Linked DNA regions of Hordeum vulgare: all the other regions are linked to region 2. The links are chromatin contacts, called in public Hi-C maps. All regions are on one chromosome and are shown on one strand. Each heading gives the region's core, a stretch centred on a gene start, on an enhancer-like site or on the middle of the called end of the contact. The rest is flanking DNA. Distances are from core to core; before and after follow the strand shown.

Region 1 (3,654 bases), core at 483-2,982, 240 kb before region 2:
TTCATTTCTTGGAAATCCTTCTAATGTTCATGAATATATGATGCTGCCTAAGTTAGATATTTGTGTTGTACTTATAAATGAAGGACCTAGCATGGACAAGAAGGACATCTGTTGGAGCGGGATCAAGCATGGAGTAGAAGGTGCATGCGCGGGAAAGAACAATGAAGCTTGTACTGGTGATTTTCGCACTTTGAAGCCACCATAAGGAAAACATGAAGGCTTGGACGAAATATTCATGACGCCACTTTATAAATTTTGTCCATAGGCTATTATAGGTGCCGCTCCACCTTATTTTTGGGCCGGGCCCGTGTAATTTCGAAATACCATATTATAGACTATTTTTGGAGTCCGTATGTCTGGGGAAACCGAGTTAGGATCGGTTTCGGACCCCTCCTCCAAGGGGTCTCCGAATTCCTCCTCCATTCCCCCATATATACAACCCTTAGAACGCCGTTTAGACTTGTTTTTTTGATTACAAGTTCGCCATAGCTGCAACTTCGCGTTCTTTGTTTGTGTTCCATGACCAGACAAAGGCGTCAGAGAACCCCACTTTCATCAATAAAGCTTTTCACTTATATTCGCAATATCCAGATTGCAATCTTAGTTTCTTGCTTGTTGTTCGTTTGCGTGCAGGAAACGGACCCTCGTGGTCAGGTTGACCGTGCTTCGGCGTGGTCAATAACCTCTCGGAGTTGGTTTAGCGATTGCTAAGGCACGACGTCCTCACACGTTCGTAGTTGGATCGTCAAAGTCTACTCCAAAATGATAACCACCATCTTATCAAAAGACAGGAACAACTTTGCCTTTATCACACATGTTGACAAGTATATTTTGTCACGTGATAAGAGCATGTACGAAACTGGTATCTTTTTATAAGTCGGTTGATGTCGATTGATTTAAGAAATCATTGAACAATTAAAACCGTGAACCACATTTGAAATTGATCACCTCACGAGAAAGCTCTTAAAAAGAATCTTGACCAAGTCAAAATGAAGAATGAAACCAAAAACCAAATTTCTCAATTGAATGAGAGGCCTTCACCCTCTAGTGATAGTGAAGGGTGCTAAATATGTTTTGTGCTAAACATGTTAACGCTAAACACCAGTGACGTAGATTATTGGATAGGTGCGATTGAACGAGTGAAATTTGTTGGATATCCGTAACTCTTTTTCTCTATTGATAAAGGTTCGTTTTGGGGGGATAATATTGATATAGATTTTTTTAGGCAAATTATATTGATATAGATGGTATATATTAATATAGAAGATGCATCCTTCTGTTGAACAAACGGCGTGGAGAGGTGTTGCAGATTGCATGGGAGTGAGGCCAGAGGCGTCAGGACCCCATCGCCGAGGAATGGAAGATGAACTTGATCTGTCAGCGAGGCCTTCCTTAGTTGTAGTCCATGGTGGCGTAACAAAAATTTAAACACCGCGTTGGATAAACGTTGTTCTCGTATGTTAGAATTTGCAGCCGTTTAGGCCAGACTTTCTCTTCTAGGCTCATACTAGTATTAGGTCAGCTGCTATGTAATGGTGACCTTTTTTCTTTATGATATAAAATGAGGCAGGGAAAACCCCTTTTGATAAAAAAAAATCTGGGCCCGGTCTGACACGGGCCTACAAGGTGTGTCCCACCGGCCCAACGGAGCAGCCCAGAACGCCGCGGATCGGTCTTTACACTCTAGCCCCCATGCCTCCATGTATTTCACACCCGTCCCTAGCAGCGAAGGCGCAAAATAGGATCCCGGAACCTCCATTTCATTTTCGTCAGCCGCCAAGAATCTTTCCCTCACTCACACGAGACAGATGCGCGAGACTGACGGACCAGTAAAGTCCACTGCCTCTTCTGCCGCGCCGGTCTGCTCCCCGTCGTCTCCGCTCCGAGGTGAATAATGGCGTCTCTCGATCCCTTTTCTGGTTCATTCATGCCGATACCTGTCCTTCCCTTCGACGCTTGCGGGCGCGGCGGCGGTTGGCTGTAGATTTGCGCGGCGGGGCTTGACCGGCCCGCAAGGTTGGACTTTTTAGGAGGGACTAATGGCGAGCAGGTTTGCTGATGCGTTTCTTCGAGAAGTGGGGGGAGAGGGGTTCCTTTTCTGCTGACCTCGTGGTGGGATTCGATTCCCATCTGCGAGGGTTCATCCTCTCCCCGAATGATTCAGCTCATTCAATGATAATGTGATGTGTGATCCCAGAGTAGATTTAGATTCTTATTTTCTTGGCCTTGTCGTGTTCCTATTGAAACTTAGGTATTGAAGTTGAATGTGAATGAATGGAAACTCCACTGGAAGCAGATAGGATGTACTCCGATTACTGTATTTTTCTTTCTTGGACGGATTTGATGCATAGGATGGGTGGACTCTCAAGCTCGTAAATGTTTCTCCACTGTCGAACTTGATACATATAACTGGGTGCGTTGTACCCTATGTTTTTCTTGGATTAGGGCTGATGTCACTGTCCTATTTTCTCTGTTCTGATTCGAGCAATGTATTATGGTTTCAATGCAGGTTTCCTAAATGGGGAACCGATCTCGGCCCAGTGTAGCCAAGGAGACCATGGAACCGATTGACGAGGAAACAGAGAGTCCTAGCAGGGCAGCACAACTGAAATGCCCGGATGGAAACTCGGGCGAAATGCGCCTCAACAGGATCCCAAATTTTCATTGCAAGAGTCTGCCTTCAAGACGACGCGAGGAAAACCCAGAAGATAGCATCATGCATAGTCGTGGTTCTATGTACCAGAGCTCCAGCGATGTCAGCAGACTAAGGAAACTCCAAGAGGGGAGGAAGAAGTTAGACTCTATACACGAAAGAGATGCATTCATGTCATTTGGGACCATCGATTCGTCCTCTCAGCCCAGCACAAGTGCAGCTTACTTGGTTCCGCAACGGAGCAGTTCATGCAAGTCGAGGTCTTCTATGAACATAACCCGTGGATTTAGTCAAGATACCAGGGAGCTTCTGGATATTTCCTCGCGTGAGGTTCCTAATGACAACTTGAGGCTTGGAAGGCCACGCAAGGACTGCAATTTGTTAAAAGAGGATGTAAGAGACAGTTTCCTGGGGTTATCGCTTGAAGAAGACAATGCCACGTGTCCCGGCGCAAATGCTACTCCTCATTTGCTAGAAACCAGCAGTAGCAAAGGTACAATATCAAATTGCCAACCTCCTGTTGGCCTTCATCCTGATAGGAGTAATCATGGCAGAATAGATTCAGTGAGTAATCTCCCCAAGTCCTTGTCAGCTAAGGTGGGTGTTTGTGATGCTACATGTCCATCAGAAAGTGTTCATGGTGTTGATGGCAAGAAAAAATCTCGATCTAGTGCATTTAAGAAAATTTTGGATCCTTTCATGAAGTCCAAATCTCTGAGGAATCCCTCCCTCATGGAAATGGAAGATGCAAAATGTGGTAATCCACCAGTTAGAGGAAAAGATAGTGCACTGCGCAAATCTTTGTTGAGTGGTATCTCAAGATCTGACCAAACGCCCACACCTAAATGCCAGGCGAGTGGGGAAGCCCGGCCTATCACAGTTACTTCATCGCCTACTCATTTGCATGCTGTTCTTAAACTGGATCCTGACAATGGTGCTTTTGGTTTTGAGTTCTGTACCAAGGGTCCAGAAGAATCCATTTACGCTAACACTTGGAAATC
Region 2 (3,484 bases), core at 812-3,311:
ATATTATGGCATCTTGTTACCGTGCCTTTCATATTCCTTTGTTTTTGACATCTAGCAAATGTAAGAGGCCGCGTAAAAAGTTTGGAATTCGTACCCAAAATTTGCACAATTATTACTTATCAAGAATAATAGATGGTGAGAAAAGTTGAGCGACAACGAAAGCTAGAATCAGATTCCCCACCAAGAAGATTGAAGTTGAGCTCAAATGACTTTTAAATATTAAAACACCCTTTTTGGTCCCTTGAGAGTTCAAATCCTTTGAAACTTCTTTGATATTCCAAACTGTAAACTAGCATCCAATTATCATTTTAGTCAAAAGTTATGTGCAAGAAGTTTGGAAATTAATTTGAAAGGTGTTGGTGACCTAAAGGAAGTGTTGAAGATGTTGATAACTTAGTGTAGAAAAATGTTGATAAAATAAGAAGTTTATTTATTTCCAAATTAAAGTTCATTTGTTTAAAGTCCTTTGACATTTTGAGCTGAAAATTTAGAAAACACATTTTTGAGTTAATTTTTTTTGCCTGCAATATGTTGAGAGTTTACCCAAATTAACCCAATCATTACAGCTAGAATATATGATTGAGGGCTTCTTTTTGTAGGGCTCATTTCACGTCATAGGAAAACGCGAAATAGGATTGTAATGCATGTTTTGAATAGAAGATCGAAAAACATATGAACTATACACAAGATTGAAGTTTGATTTGCAGGAAAAGGGAGGCTACAAGAATTGTGAGGGGTTCGTTTTCAGATCTGTCTCAGCTACCATCATTTGTCACAAGAAAACAAAACTTCCTTTTCACTTCAACTATTTGCTTGATCCGATTCAAATGATCTTCCTTGAAGTCGAGATCAAAGAAAAAATCATCTAGTTTCCCTTTCATACATTATATGAGTCAAAGGGGTGAACAATAGCATCTCAGGAAAATTTCCTATGTGTCTACCTTTCCTCCATTTTCTCTCCAAATGAAAGAAACCCTTGAAAGAATTTTAAAATAACATTGTAGGATTGCAATCATATAAATTTTCCTATAGAGTATCTTCGGTTCAAAGACTAATGAACCCTTTAGAAATTTCTATGGATTGTTTTTCTACACCAACATTCTGTATGATTGTTTTTCAAGAGGTTAGACCTCATTTTAAATTTACTTTCTCATATGACAACTATGACATGTATTCAATCTCTACACAAATTGATGTGCTTTCCCCGTGGTATAGAAATTCCCGTTTTCCAATTCATGTAAGATTCTATATGACATCCTCTTCCCGAGTTCCTTTATTCATTTTTTGAAACATATTGTGAATCAAAAGAGCCGTGAAATCTTTGAATTTGCACATGAAAAGTTACACCCACAACCTTATCAAGAAGAATAAATGGTAAGAAAAGGAGAGCGATAATGAAAGTTACATCTTGATTCCCCATGGAGGAGAATAAAGATGAGCAAAAACATTTCCTCGTTCTTTGACAATCCTCTAAAACTAGTCCGCAAAATAAAGGAAATTTGCACGAACGCTCTTTTGAACTCGAAGCTCGGCATCCAACACTTCTTTCAATTAAAGTTTCGCGCAATGCTTCTTTAATTTGATGTATGGTTGCATAGAGGGCCTCCGTGCATCGAGGACATATTACCATTAGATTGTAATCCTATTATTTTGAAATAAAATTCCCATTTTGTCTGGAAAGAAATGAAGTTTCACGCAACGAGTTTGAAAGTCATACGCGAATCCAATCCATGGGTAAAAGCAATGGAATCGCTGGTTGAATCTTCCAAATTGGCGGTTGAAAGATACACCAGATTCCCCATCGAGGAATTCCCTGTCAAAGAAGAAGAAAATTGGCAAGAGAAGTAAAGAGGGGATGCTGATACCTTATCAAGCTACCCTCATCGTCAACAAGGAAAAAAAAATGGCAAGAGGTGGAGTGCGATAAGATGCGTGCAAGCAACGTCGGCTCAACCGTCCAGACTCCACGCACGATCCGAGTCACCCGGCACTCCCATGAGTTTCCACGCAGGATCCGAGTCAGTCAAGTGTTCAACTCTTCCGACCGAATCCCCAGGGATCTCGCGCCCATGCCACTCCCTCCTCCCCCGTTAACCTCTCCTCTCCTCTCTCCCTATTTTCCAACCGATTTCCAGCTCACCCGCTGGTATTTCGTGTTTTTTCCATGCCGTTTCGCGAGGCTTCCTCGCTCGCTCGCTCGCTCGCTCGCTCTATAAGACCCGGCTGCCGCACCACACCTGCTCCCTCCATTCTCGGACTCTCCCTACACCTTCGTTCGTTCCCAGCCTCTCACCCAGACCGTTCCGTTTCTTCACTACTGCGCAGATCAACAACAGCTTCCTCTCTTCTCTTCTTCCCTCTAGCTACTCGGCTGATTCCTTTGATCCATCGTCCGTTCGTTGCATCGTCCGGTCGCAAGAAAAGAGCAGGCAGCGTCTCTTTCCATTGCTTTCTAGCGACACCTCCGGCTCCGACCTTCCATGGCCATCGCCTCCCGCATCACGAAGCGCGCGCTCTCCACCTTCGCCGCCGCAGCCAAGCTCCCGGAGGCGGCCGTCGCGGCCGCCGGCGCCGACGCGGTGCCCGTGCCTTCGTCCGCACAGCAGCAGCAGCAGCACCAGGTGCTGGAGTTTGAGGACACCGGGAGGCTCTTCACCGGGGAGCCGTCCACGGCTCTGGTGCGCACGCTCGCGGCGCTGCAGCTCATGTCCGCGGGCCCGCTGGTGGACGTGGGCATCGCGGCGCTGCGGTCTCCGGCGGTGGCCGCCAGCCCCGTGGTCCAGGCCGCGGCGCGGGCCACGGCGTACAAGCACTTCTGCGCCGGGGAGACCGCCGATGAGGCCGCGGCCCGGGTGCAGCGCCTCTGGCGCGGCGGCATGGGCGGGATCCTCGACTACGGCATCGAGGACGCCGAGGACGGCGCCGCCTGCGACCGCAACGTCGCCGGCTTCCTCGCCGCCGTCGACGTCGCCGCCGCGCTGCCGCCGGGATCGGTGCGTCAACTGTGCCTTAACTCTGTTCCCTTTTTTTTTTCCTTCGTCGTCATCCGTGGCGCGTAGCACTGGTACGGAAGGGCGCCACGTCGGAGGGAATCCTCGGTCTTCGCTAGTGGACACCCGGATTCCTTGGGAATCTTCTCGTAGTAAACTGAATCGCACGGCTGTCACTGTGCGTGGGCCCTGAAAACCAGCCGCCTCGTTCCGACAAGCTCGCCATCGCCATGGCTTCTCCACCGCTCCTTTTCATCCACAGCTTCCCATCAAAACCCTACAATTCACCACACTTTGTTTTTCCTTATTTAGACATCCCGAGCAGTTAAACCAAAAAACAAAAAGCAAAATGATACTTAGGGTGTTAAGAATCACTAATTAGCGAGTGCAATTAAGCTTGGATATTACTAGTACTAAGGTATATAGCGTGACTAATTGTGCTCTGTTTGTCACGTGCAGGCGAGCGTGTGTATTAAAATCACGGCGCTGTGCCC
Region 3 (3,512 bases), core at 341-2,840, 140 kb after region 2:
TAGGCCGGCCGAGTTCTTTTTTTCTTTTCTGTTTCTTTATTTCCTTTTCTTCTTATTTCCTTTTTAGCATTTTAGTTCGTTTTTTATTTCTTTTCCTTTTTCCTTTTTTATGAAAACAAAGAAATGTCGAATTTCCCATCATTTTTTAAAAACCTGAACATTTTCTTAAAATGGAAAATAAATTTGAAAGCGCGAACAAAATTTTAAAGCACGAATATTTTTTGAAATCTATGGAACAAATTTTAAAACCGATAACAATGTTGAATATTGTGAACAAATTTGGAAGCGGAAACAATTTTTGAAAGCATGAGCATTTTTTGACTCTTGAGAACAGTATTTCGAAATGGAGAACAATTTTGAAAACCCCGAACAAATTCGTATGCGTGAACAAATTTTTAAAGCACAAACATTTTTTGAAATTGAGAACAAATTTTGAAATCGAGAACAGTTTTGAAAAATCTTGGAATTTTTTTTGGATGCGCAAACAATGTTTTGAAGCACAAACATTTTTTGAATCGTGATTTTTTTTTTTTGAAACGGAGAATAATTTTGGAAAATCCTGAACAAATTTGGAAGCACGAACATTTTTTGAATCTTAAGAACAAAATTTTGAAAAACCCCGAACAAAATTGTAAGCACGAACAAAGTTTTAAAGCTCGAACATTTTTGAATCTTGAGAACAAATTTTGAAACTGAGAACTTTTTTCAAAAATCCTGAAAAATTTGGAAACGCGAATAATTTTTTAAAGCATGATCATTTTTGAATCTAGAGAACAAAATTTTAAAATGGAGAACAATTTTGAAAAAAATGAAGAAATTTGGAAGCGCGAAGAATTTTTTCAAGCACAAATATTTTTTTGAATCTTGAGAACTAAATTTTAAAATGGAGAACAATTTGGAAAATCCCTAAACAAATTTGAAAGAGTGAACAAAGCTTTAAAGCACAAATATTTTTTGAATCTTGAGAACAAATTTTGAAAACGAGAAGAATTTTGAAAAGTCTTGAACAAATTTGGAAGCGCAAGCAATTTTGAAAGCACGAACATTTTTTGAATCTTAAGAACAAAACTTTGAAATCAACAACAATTTAAAAAAAGACCAGAACAAATTTGAAACAAAGAACAATTTTTTAAAGCAGGAACATATTTTGAATCTTAAGAACAAATTTTGAAACCGAGAATTTTTTGAATCTTTAGAACAATTTAAGAAGATTTAAGAAAAAATTGTTGAAGATACAAAACATTTTTTGAAATCCAGAATATTTTTTGGAAAATACTAAACATTTTTTGTAAATCCAAAAACATTTTTTGAAACCAAAAAAAAGAAAAAAAATGAAACATAAAAGAATAAAGAAAAAATTAAGTGAGAAAACCGGTTTAGGAACCTTTTAGAATTTCCCAAAACCGGAAAAGATCGGCTCGAAAGCTTCCCAAAAGTGGGGCGCTGCAAAAATCACTCCCCTCCCCGCTCTCTATGTGAAGCCCTGACATGACACCGCTTCATAGAGAGCGAAGAATAGGATGTTTCCATAAATACCTCTAATTCGTGGATATTTTTCAGCTGATATGATATGGGCGGGCCTCTTTGATTCCATGCCGTGGATTGGCGAGAATTAGGGAACCATCGCGCCAAGAGTACTTCCAGGTGGGCCGCGCGAGGTGCACTGGAGGCCACAACCTCGTTTTTTAGTTGATCTTTCTTTTTTTCTTTCTGCTTTATTTTTTCTACTTCTATTGATAATTCTAAATATTCTAAGAAACATATCACCTAAAAGACTTTACGTAAAACATTTGAAAAATGTAATCAAGCATTTGAAAAATATTAAATGTATAGAGAAAATGTTTCTGGTGTACATGACAAATATAAAATGTGTGTGAAAAAGTTGATCATATATTTTTAAAAATGTTAATCAAACATTTGAGAGTATTAAACATGCATTTAAAAAGAGACGCTGCTATGCCTCCGTCGACCGATCTTTTTAAAAGATTGACTGTATGTATACCCTAGAGGCAATAATAATAGGTATTTTGTATCTTCAAGTTTGTAACGAATGTTTATGTTCCATGCTATAAGTGCAATGATTCCTGAGTGTACAATAACCACGAGGCTCGGAGGAAAATTCATGTGCATGTGTGGTATAATAAATGGTAAAATGTATTGCTAGTTATGCCTTTAAGACTAGCACAAGTATTTCATGATGATCTTGTTTTCCTCGTAATGGGCAAGACTATGCTGACAACTTTGAGGGCACAATGTTAGAAGAACATTTGTGTTGAATCAAACCGAATTGATGCTATGCTATGAGATATATTGGTCACAAGTAAATGCTTTATAACACATAAAAAGTTAACTTTGCAAAATTCCTTAGACCAAGAGAGTACCGAGTTCCTTTGTACTTACTTCGTGAACTTTGGGGTTTGTTAAACGTCATCTGTGACAAGGTGGCTATTACGACTGCTTATGGGTTCACACAAAAGTATGACATGTAACTTGGTAGCTCAAGATTGGGATTTTCTCCTCCGACGATGGAAGATATTCTTAGGGCCCTCTCGGTGTTACGGTATACATCGTCGTCTCGCCAGACACAATGTGATTTGATCACCAGGATGCCGAAATACGGAAACGAGAAAAATGAACAAAAATGGTAACGAGGTAACTGACATAGTGGACAAGTTGTTGATCCATGGGAATGCCGACAAGTGTCACCTGAGGTGTCTGTATCATATCACAAAGCAACATTTATAGCAGACACCAAACTACAGGTTCGGTCGAATATTCATTTGTGTGGGTACACGGATCAGTATGGGTGTCCATGGTTTTGCTATTGATTATTGATCGGGAAGTGTTCCAGGTCATGTCTATATACTTCACCGAACCTATAGGGTCACACACTTAAGGGTCATCTCTCTACTGAATACTAGACATGGAATATGAGAGAAATTCGTCGGACAAGCTTTGGAGAAAACGGAAAGGTTTCGGAGAGAACACCGAAAAAGTTTCGGTAAAACTAAAATGTTGTTTTGGACTAAACCATTAAGCCAAAAAGGTTTTTGGCATATGTGCGGAACTTTTCGGAAGTGCCATAATTGTTCTGGGGACTTTTGGAAATTATTCTACAGCAAAAAAATCAGAAATGTTCTGGAGGCGAAGAAAATTTCTTGGTCGCTTTTTGCAAGAGAAAATCATTGATTAGGCACACATCAAGATCTATTTTAGTGGGTACTTGACATGTTCTAGGCCTATAGAAAAACTTTTAGATTTTTCAGACGCAGAAAAATGTTTTGATGAATAGTGAAAAGCACTAATTGGTTGCTTTTGAGGAAAATATCTAAAGGGAATCTTCCCAAAATATCTAGGGATAGCACGGAAGGGTGGGAACCCCTTTTTTTTGGGGGGGGGGGGGGCACAAGGTGTTGGACGTTCGAGGGCGGTTCTCCAGCATGGAACTTCGCTTGCCATCTTTTATGACATTTATGCCCTTTATGTGTGGCATAAAGTGTGGGTGTTTTGGT

The links. A called contact is a pair of places that touch in the nucleus more often than the background predicts.
Region 1: a Hi-C map of leaf shows a contact between it and region 2, with 2.7 times the contacts expected there. The contact joins the promoter of LOC123438278 here to the promoter of LOC123438304 in region 2. A contact is called at or near these places in 5 of 6 Hi-C or Micro-C datasets (leaf and seedling) and 1 of 1 datasets of contacts at active chromatin or transcription factors (embryo).
Region 3: a Hi-C map of leaf shows a contact between it and region 2, with 2.7 times the contacts expected there. The contact joins the enhancer-like site here to the promoter of LOC123438304 in region 2. A contact is called at or near these places in 2 of 6 Hi-C or Micro-C datasets (leaf and seedling).

The regions. Positions count from the first base shown.
Region 1 is chr1H:372,807,915-372,811,568 of MorexV3_pseudomolecules_assembly, forward strand. It overlaps LOC123438278, which reads left to right and starts at 1,733. Exons shown (of 3, transcript XM_045115766.1): 1 at 1,733-1,887; 2 at 2,510-3,654. The coding sequence starts at 2,519.
Region 2 is chr1H:373,051,621-373,055,104 of MorexV3_pseudomolecules_assembly, forward strand. LOC123438304 (proline dehydrogenase 2, mitochondrial-like) reads left to right here and starts at 2,062. Exons shown (of 3, transcript XM_045115768.1): 1 at 2,062-2,993; 2 at 3,450-3,484. The coding sequence starts at 2,481.
Region 3 is chr1H:373,188,176-373,191,687 of MorexV3_pseudomolecules_assembly, forward strand. No RefSeq gene overlaps it. Among protein-coding and RNA genes, the nearest start is that of LOC123438304, 140 kb to the left of the region's middle. Within about 2 kb of position 1,591, at least 2 of the 3 cell types and tissues checked have open chromatin away from gene starts, as enhancers often do. A contact at or near this core is called in leaf and seedling, where this site is marked.